Regions from separate parts of the Mus musculus genome. Here region 1 is linked to region 2. Evidence: chromatin contacts called from public HiCAR-type data. All regions are on one chromosome and are shown on one strand. Each heading gives the region's core, a stretch centred on a gene start, on an enhancer-like site or on the middle of the called end of the contact. The rest is flanking DNA. Distances are from core to core; before and after follow the strand shown. Region 1 overlaps Dmd (dystrophin, muscular dystrophy). Region 2 overlaps Dmd (dystrophin, muscular dystrophy).

What was found. HiCAR-type assays count read pairs that join an accessible place to other places.
Region 1: a HiCAR-type map of embryonic stem cells shows a contact between it and region 2, with 5 times the contacts expected there. The contact joins two enhancer-like sites. A contact is called at or near these places in 3 of 484 Hi-C or Micro-C datasets (all in embryonic stem cells), 10 of 115 datasets of contacts at active chromatin or transcription factors (all in embryonic stem cells) and 1 of 9 other capture datasets (embryonic stem cells).

Annotation. Positions count from the first base shown.
Region 1 is chrX:85,074,672-85,078,721 of GRCm38.p6, forward strand. The region is part of intron 63 of Dmd (dystrophin, muscular dystrophy); the gene reads left to right. Among named protein-coding and RNA genes, the nearest start is that of Fthl17a, 170 kb to the right of the region's middle. Within about 2 kb of position 2,445, at least 13 of the 459 cell types and tissues checked have an H3K27ac peak or open chromatin away from gene starts, as enhancers often do. A contact at or near this core is called in embryonic stem cells, where this site is marked.
Region 2 is chrX:84,441,213-84,445,022 of GRCm38.p6, forward strand. All of the region lies in intron 50 of Dmd (dystrophin, muscular dystrophy), which reads left to right. Among named protein-coding and RNA genes, the nearest start is that of Gm52441, 70 kb to the right of the region's middle. Within about 2 kb of position 1,994, at least 9 of the 459 cell types and tissues checked have an H3K27ac peak or open chromatin away from gene starts, as enhancers often do. A contact at or near this core is called in embryonic stem cells, where this site is marked.

The DNA of each region.
Region 1 (4,050 bases), core at 1,195-3,694, 630 kb after region 2:
CACATCATTCCCTGGCTATATTAGTAAATTGAGGCTATTTAGCCTTTGCAGGAGAGAAGGGCTAGAGCAAAGAATTTGGGAAGGGATGTTGAGATAATCCAGTCAGCTACAGTGTGTGTCGCAATCAATTAAACATGATTAGCCTTTCTTGCTAATAAGCACTCTCTTTAGCTAATTGTTTCTTTCTCCCTTTAATTCATGCCTTTGATTCCTGAGGATAGCTTTCATACCTGTGCTAGGCATGTTTCCACAAAGAAGCCTCAGCTCAGGCTGTAAGGAATAATCACGAGAAGAATTCTGACGATTCACTCATAGCAGGGGAAAATTATATTATTTGAAGAAAAATCAAATGTAGAATTGATGTCACCAACAGCTTAAGCCTGACAAAATACAGAAGGAAGGTCTTTCACAATATAATGTTATTAAATCCTTAGCAAGCACCAACATTTATTGTCCTAGACGTCAGAGCTAAATTAAGCCAGTATGATCTTTTCAGAAGTCTCTGTTTCCATCATTTATCCTCTCTCTCTCTCTCTCTCTCTCTCTCTCTCTCTCTCTCTCTCTCTCTCTCTCTCTCTTTTTCTCTGTGTAAGACAGTGTTTCTCTATGTATCCCTGGCTATCCTGTAACTACTATGTAAACTAAACCAAGCCTGTTCTCAAACTCACAGAGATCCTCCTGCCTCTGCCCCTGCCCCTGCCCCTGCCTCTGCCTCTGCCCCTGCCCCTGCCCCTGCCTCTTCCTTGAGTGCTGGGATGTGTGTCACTATGTCTGTCTTTATCTTCTTTAAGAATGAAATATGAGGCTGGAGAGATAGTGTCGTGATTGAACTGGCTGCTCTTCCAGAGGACCTAGTTCCATTCCCAGCACCTACCTGACAACTAACAACTGTCTGTAACTCTAATCTCAGAGGATCCAGTGCTCCCTGCTGACCTCTGCAGGCACTGTACACAGGTGTTGCACAGACATACATTCAGACAAGACATTCATACGCAGGAAAACCAATAAAATCTCAAAAAAGGAACATACCTCTCACCACGATGCTCCAGAAGCAGAGGCAGGTAGTGATTGACACTCCCTCCCACTTCCCCTGGCCCTCGCCCCCCCCCCCCCCAAAAAAAAAAAAAAAAAGAAAAGAAAAGAAAAAAATGTGATTTTTTTTTTTTTTTGGTTTGGTTGTTTGTATCAGCCACTGTATCAGTATTTCAGATTAGACTTTTATTATATATTCTGTATTGCCTCAAATAAGCCTTGTGAGCTTAGACATTAATCACTGTTTTATAAATAACACAGCTTATGTGGAAAATTTTCAGTTCTATTAACTTTAAAAATGGTTGTTGGAATACTGCCTACTTCACACTCGAAGTTCCCTTTATGTGAAACTGGATTCTTTGCCTTGACCACATTTTACCAAGGCTTCTCTGTCTTCAGCCCATCTGTGTACTTCCTAAGAAAATTCAGAGTCCTGTCCTGTCATCTTAGCTTTCTCAGTATCCAATCAGGATTTTCCTTCCTCTTCTATGCTTCTAAGTATGCTGGTCACCCTTCCCTGACTTCTGTGAGATGCCTGCTATATAGAGTTAGTTAGAATCTCTTATCTCTGATGTTTCCTACTGAAAAATTTCCAAGTACTGCCTCCCACTGTGCTCCTTGGCTGGAAACTCCTTCATGTCCTTACTGATATTCAGAATTGAACTGAGTTATATATTTAGATCTCTCTCCCCACTCCCCCCTCCTCCCTCCTTCCCCCTCCCCACCCTCTTTCTTTTAGTAGTCTTGGATGAACTTTTCTTCTTTCCCACTCTTGCTGTTGTTTAACTCTATTCTTACCTTAACTATGGGGTCTCTGAGAACAATACCATTTTTCTTAGTTCAGTGGACTATGGCTTAGGGAAAGGGAAGGAAAAGGGATCTAGGGTCCCAGAAAATCAATGGTCAATAAAGCTGCCCTTATTAGTGGTTCCCCAATCCTTTGTCTCCATAACTCTCTGAATGAGTTTTACAGGGAAAGTGTGTTACTAGAGGTTTATAGGTAAGAGCTGAAAGGAATGGAGCTGAGTTCCTCTAGAATGAGAGCAGGTTCCAAGAAGAGTTGCCACAAAGGTTCATTGTCCAGGAGTTAGTAAAGACTTTTCTTGGTTGACATATGGAGGATGGGGAAGGCTATGAATTGGTCAATGCAGTTGGTCTACCCACAAGGTGTCCAATTCTCTTCATCCCAAGTATCTAGACTGAACTTTCAGTCATACCTCCAGGACTAGCTTCCAGGCAGCTGTGAAGTACACACACACACACACACACACACACACACACACAGGAGGAACTAGAGTCCTCAAACAGTTCTGGAATTTCTGGCATCCAGCCAGGGTAGAACCAAGGACATTCTTGTTTCTGGCAAGGGTAAGAACTGAGGTCCCAGCCAGGCAGGAAGTAGTAGCCTTAAATTGCAGAACTCCAGGAGGCAGAGTAGGCGGATCTCTGAGTTCAAGGCCAGCCTGGCCTACAGAGTAAGTTCCAGGAAAAGCCTCAGCTACAAAGAGAAAACCCTGTCTTGAAAAACTGAGGAGAAGAAAAGAAGTGCATCCCCTGCCCCATAACTGTTTGGCTGGTTCCTTTGTTTAGTTTTTCCTTAGCACAGCCAGATTTCTAGATTCAAATCTAAATTTTTAACCTTAATGTAGACCCAAATGATGTGTTTAAAAATCACTTAATTGAATATTGTAAATTATATAATTTCCACTTAATGAAATACTACTGGGAGACTGAAGGTGGATGTCCATCTGTACAGGGAGACTGGATAGAGGTAATAATTTTGATGACACAACCATTCCCTTCCAATGTAAAAGATGACGTCTAAAAATCTGATAGCTGAAAAGGTTTGGGAAAACTCTGACAATTTTCATAGAGCAGTTTGAATGAAAACCAGACAATAGCTAGTTATTGGAAGAACTCTAGAGTAAGGAAAAACAAAAAACAAAAAAACAAAACAGAAACTAACCACAGAGAAGTGTGCTGCTTTGGAGGGAGCAAAGCATTGGACTAGAGGTTAGAAGAAGACCCTCCCAGAGCCAAGCTGTAAATTTAAATGACTGAAGGTGGCCAGATGGGAACTGGGGCATCCTGAAAAGCTTCTCTGGGAACTGAAGGCCCACTATTGTCATGCATGAATGTAGGCGCCAGTTGTCAGATTTACAGGTTCTTTCAGAGACTTAAACAATGGAAATTCATTAAATATTTATGTAAATCATTCTATGATTAAAAGATGGTTGTGCAGGTGATCTACCATTAGCCCACTAGTGAAAGATCAAAAAAAAAAATCAGTTTCTGGTCTTTCTAGTCTTTAGTCTATTGGTTGATTACCTCTGAAATAATGAAGTTGGCATTTCAGGAGAAGCATCATATTTGGAGATAACAACTTAGAAATAAGTAAGTTGAAAAGGTGAGGGCAAAGGAGGAACGCTAGCAATTTAGAAAATTTAGTTGAGATTGTAAATCTGGAAAGGCAGCAAGATAATGTTAGCATTAAAGCAGATGAGGAAATTTACTGCTGTTTATTTTCATCATTTCAAGCAAGTTTTCTGCAAATCCTCCAACTGTGAAAGAGGATGGTAAATTCAAAATAGGTGGTGTCAACCATATGCTCGTGCAGTCTAAAAAAGTTAGGGCACAACATTAAAAAAATCATGTGTGAAATTTGGTTATAGAAAGCTTTAAAAAGGTATACAAACTAAGTCTAAGTCATATTCGATCATTCCTTTTTATTTTTATTCATTTATACATTTTTTAAGACAGGCTCTTGCTATGTAGCTCTAACTGGCTTAGAATTTGCTATGTAAACCACAGTCCTTGAACTCAAAGAGCTCCACTTCTGCCTCACAAGTACTGGGATTAAAGTCCATCTCCTCTGGTCCTGTTTGATCAATGTCTTTATTATAGAGAATGAAAATTAGTTATACTGGCTCTGTCTTGGAGAAACTGGGATGTAGTCTATTCTGGAAAGAGAGTAGTACAGATAATTAAATAAGTTCAGGATGGAGGTAAAGCAGATTA
Region 2 (3,810 bases), core at 744-3,243:
CTAATTACTACTTCTTAGCATTTATTTGTTCCAAAAGTATGAAAAGGCACTAGGCTATTATTCATCTCTGCTAGCTAGTGTTCCAATGAAACACACATCTAGGTTTAAATTTACTTTCCCTATGTGGTTAAAGCTGAAGTGTTCTAGTAAAAGATGCTGTGGTAAATACAGTTGGTACAAGTAGGTTGAGTGAAATAAATGAGTAGACAAACCTGGACAGAAAAGCTATGGCCCATAGTAAGCCATGTTAACAGAGGAATGAAGTAATGGTAGCAGAATAACTAAATGAATGACATTGGTCATATTACACATGAATATTAATTTAAAGAAGTTATGATTATAGTTAGTGAAACTCAAGATGGAAATAAACATTAAGATCTGTATGATCGCAAATGTTAAGTTCTTTATATATTTCTGTTATTGACTGCTTTGATCCTTAAAATGACTCTAAAGAACAAAAATTATTTTACTGCAATTGCAGAAACTGAATTTGAGGAAACTCAAAACGGAAGACTTTTACTTTCTATCTCTACTCCATTGTTCTTTTAACTACAATAGTGAAATTTAGGAATTGATTTATCCAATAACAGCCTTTGAATCGAGGAAGATGTAATTTGAGGTGAATAAAAATGTCTCCATTTTATAGTGTAAAAGAGTAGAGTAGTGCTTTTTAAAATCACTATTTCAGATATTGATTAATAACATCATTTCAACTAAAAGTTCTAAAGCAGAAATTTTCAGTTTATTCTATGAAAAGCCAGATAGTAATTATTCTTGGATTTTAGGTGAAAAAAAAGTCAGCCAAAATGATCTAACTATACTACTGAAGTACAAAATCAACCCTAGAGAGCTTCTAAATGAACAAATGTGATTGTGTTCCAATAAATCTTTAATTATAAATCTGGACGTTGGAACAGACTTAGCCCACAAACTGCCGTTTCCTGATGTCCCTTTAAAATAAAGTCTTGCTGATACATTATTACCTAATAAAGTAAACATAGACCATGAGATACATTTATATTTTACCTTTCTTCATAGAGAGAATAGTTATAATCCTAGGTGGTTCTAATAGTTATTCAAAACCAATAGTACCACTTACATACATAAAAGGGAAATTTGTAAAAGCAATTCATGATGGAAATAAAGAAAATGCTTGCAACAATTTGTGAAACTATTGTTAGTGTTCCACAATCATTTGCTAAAAGGGTTAGTAATGATTGTAACACTGAGTCTGGAAAATTTGCCCCTACCTTGGAGGATATTTTCCTGTCCTAGCAGCCAAACACTATGAAAAGTAGATAACTAAATGTTACATTCTTTTAATTTTATGAAAATGAGTTCCATATACTTACTTACTGAGGCACTTTTAGGTATATCTACAAAGAGCTGATCATTTCTGTATCACATGAAATCTGATCATTGTTCACAGTTTGAGAGATGATAATGTTAAATATCACATCTAGGTTTTCTTTTAACTTTATGGTTTGCACATTTACACAGGTAAATAACTCCCCCAAATATATATCAAACTACCATGTAAACCGAGTAGATGTTAAGTTATGAACTAGTGAGAAAGGTAAAATATGTACTAAGAAGCAACAAAGATGTCACCATCAGTGTGATAAAAAAGCCACGTCCAATGCATGGCTACATTTATGGGCAAAGTTCTCTGAGTATGACTGTTTGCATTCCTAAAATCTACTCTGCATCCTGTTAGATTCTACCTTCCTATCCATAACCCAAAATATTACTTACTGTGTTTCATCTGGGCTGTTCTTAGCTCTAATTGGCTACCCCTCATGGCCATGCTGTTATGGCTCAGCTAACCCATGGTGTTTTTTTCTTCTCTTCAGCACGTTCCTCTTGTCTCCCCTGGAGGCTTCCTTCTGCTTCTCCCAAACCCAGCAAAACTTAACCCCACCTATGTATCTTCTCTGTAGCTATTGGCTGTCAGCATCTTTATTCACCATGAAGAATTAACATGGAGGCTGGGTCAGACACCAGCTCTTCACGGCCTGCACTTAGCATTACAATAGATCCTACAAGACAAAACCTCAACCCCAGTGTTGAAACCCCCCCTGTGTCTCACAAGAAAAGGGAGGCAAGCTGAGGCTGAAAAGAGAGGGGAAACTAGGCGGTGGAGAGAAAAATGGAGCTAAGACAAGGTTCCTGATCAAGACTCAAATGTTTAATTTCAAATGCGCTTATAAAGTGTGTTGTGGAGGGAGGCCCATTCCCGCCAATTCATCCTTGGAGCCTGGAACCAGCTGCAGGTGACAACATGCAGGATAGGGTGTAGTCTCCAGAATAGCTCAGGGGCCTCTCAGCCGGAGGAAAGGTGGCATTGGCAATGGCCGAACAATAGAGTAATCTAGGGAGGAAGGCTCCACTTTAGGTAATCTCCTTAGTGGCAGCAAGGTCAAGGTCTGGCTCAGCCTGCTTCAGGCTGGGGGAGATTACAATTTCCTCGCTGTTATTAATATTAAAAAAAACTGGACTGAGGCATAAAATTTATTTATGCTCTATAGTCCTACCTGGGAGTTATGGTGGTTGGCGGCTGTGCCTGTCTTAGGAAATCTTAGTTCTTCCCAAACCATCCAATTCTGTCTTGGAGGCTAGGTGCAGCTTGTTTGTGTTATATTTCACATAAAACATGGCTCTGTGGTGTGTTATCAACAGCCATGGCCTTTTGGCATGTACCTCTGTCTTAGATTGGTATGGTTCTGAGATCTGGATGTCCATCATTGACTGTCCGGCCCTCATTAGCACACCTTATTCCCAATTCAGACCAAAGCAACAATATGTACTTAGAATGCTTCTTGATGAAGATTAATAACTACCACCTGCGCTGTTGGAGGCAAGGGTGCACACCCGCTACAGTCTGAGGGGTGTTGACTAACCTGCTTGAAAAACAAAGTTGAGACAGTGAAAAGCAATAGTACAAAAGCTTCTTTACTGAAGCCCAGGTACTCCATTCAATTGCAAATTAGCAACGTTCAAGCTTAGACTTAGAGCTCCTGGTGTGGGGGAGTGGCTTTAAGAATTGCAGCAGGGCTGCAACTTCTCTGGGAGTGGAGGCTGTGCTCCAAATTAACTTTGCTAGGTAATTAAGATTTTAGCTATTTTCTATTTTATTTGCTAGGAATCTCTAATACTGGAATTATTACTAGACCAGTCCAAGATTTAGTTAGAATAACTGGTCACAATGAGGGAAGGAGAAGAATCACTATAACTCTTTCTTGTGACTAATCTTTCTAAGTCAGATTACACAGTCTCTAATGTTCTATGTCCCATAAGGTTTAAAAAGCTTGAAGCAAGGCAGCTTCTAAAGGATATCTAAAGCACTGAGTTAGACTTATAAGTAGTTGCCAAAGGATATGTTATGGTAGAATTACAGGAGGAGAATCAAAATAAAATTGTATGCTTTTGAAAGTATAAGAATCAATAATATTTAATTGGAAGATGTGATGGTTCCTATTGATTTGTTGACATCACAGGATTTATTATCACCTAAGGAAACAGGGTCCAAACCTATCTGTGAGGGGTTATTTGACTTAGCTTAACCTTTAGCTGTATCTGTGAGGGATTATGTAGATTATTTAAATTGAGATGGGAAAATGCACCATACAATGGGCACTGCCCTTCCATGGACTGGAGTGAGGGACTGAATATAAAGCAGACTGAGAGCCAGGATTTGCTTTCCTCAGCTTTCCAGCTAAAGATCCCAAATGAGCAGCTATGTAAACTTCTTTTTACCATGGCTTCCTAATCATGATGGACTGTATGTTCAAAGAAGAGTGAAAGTAAACC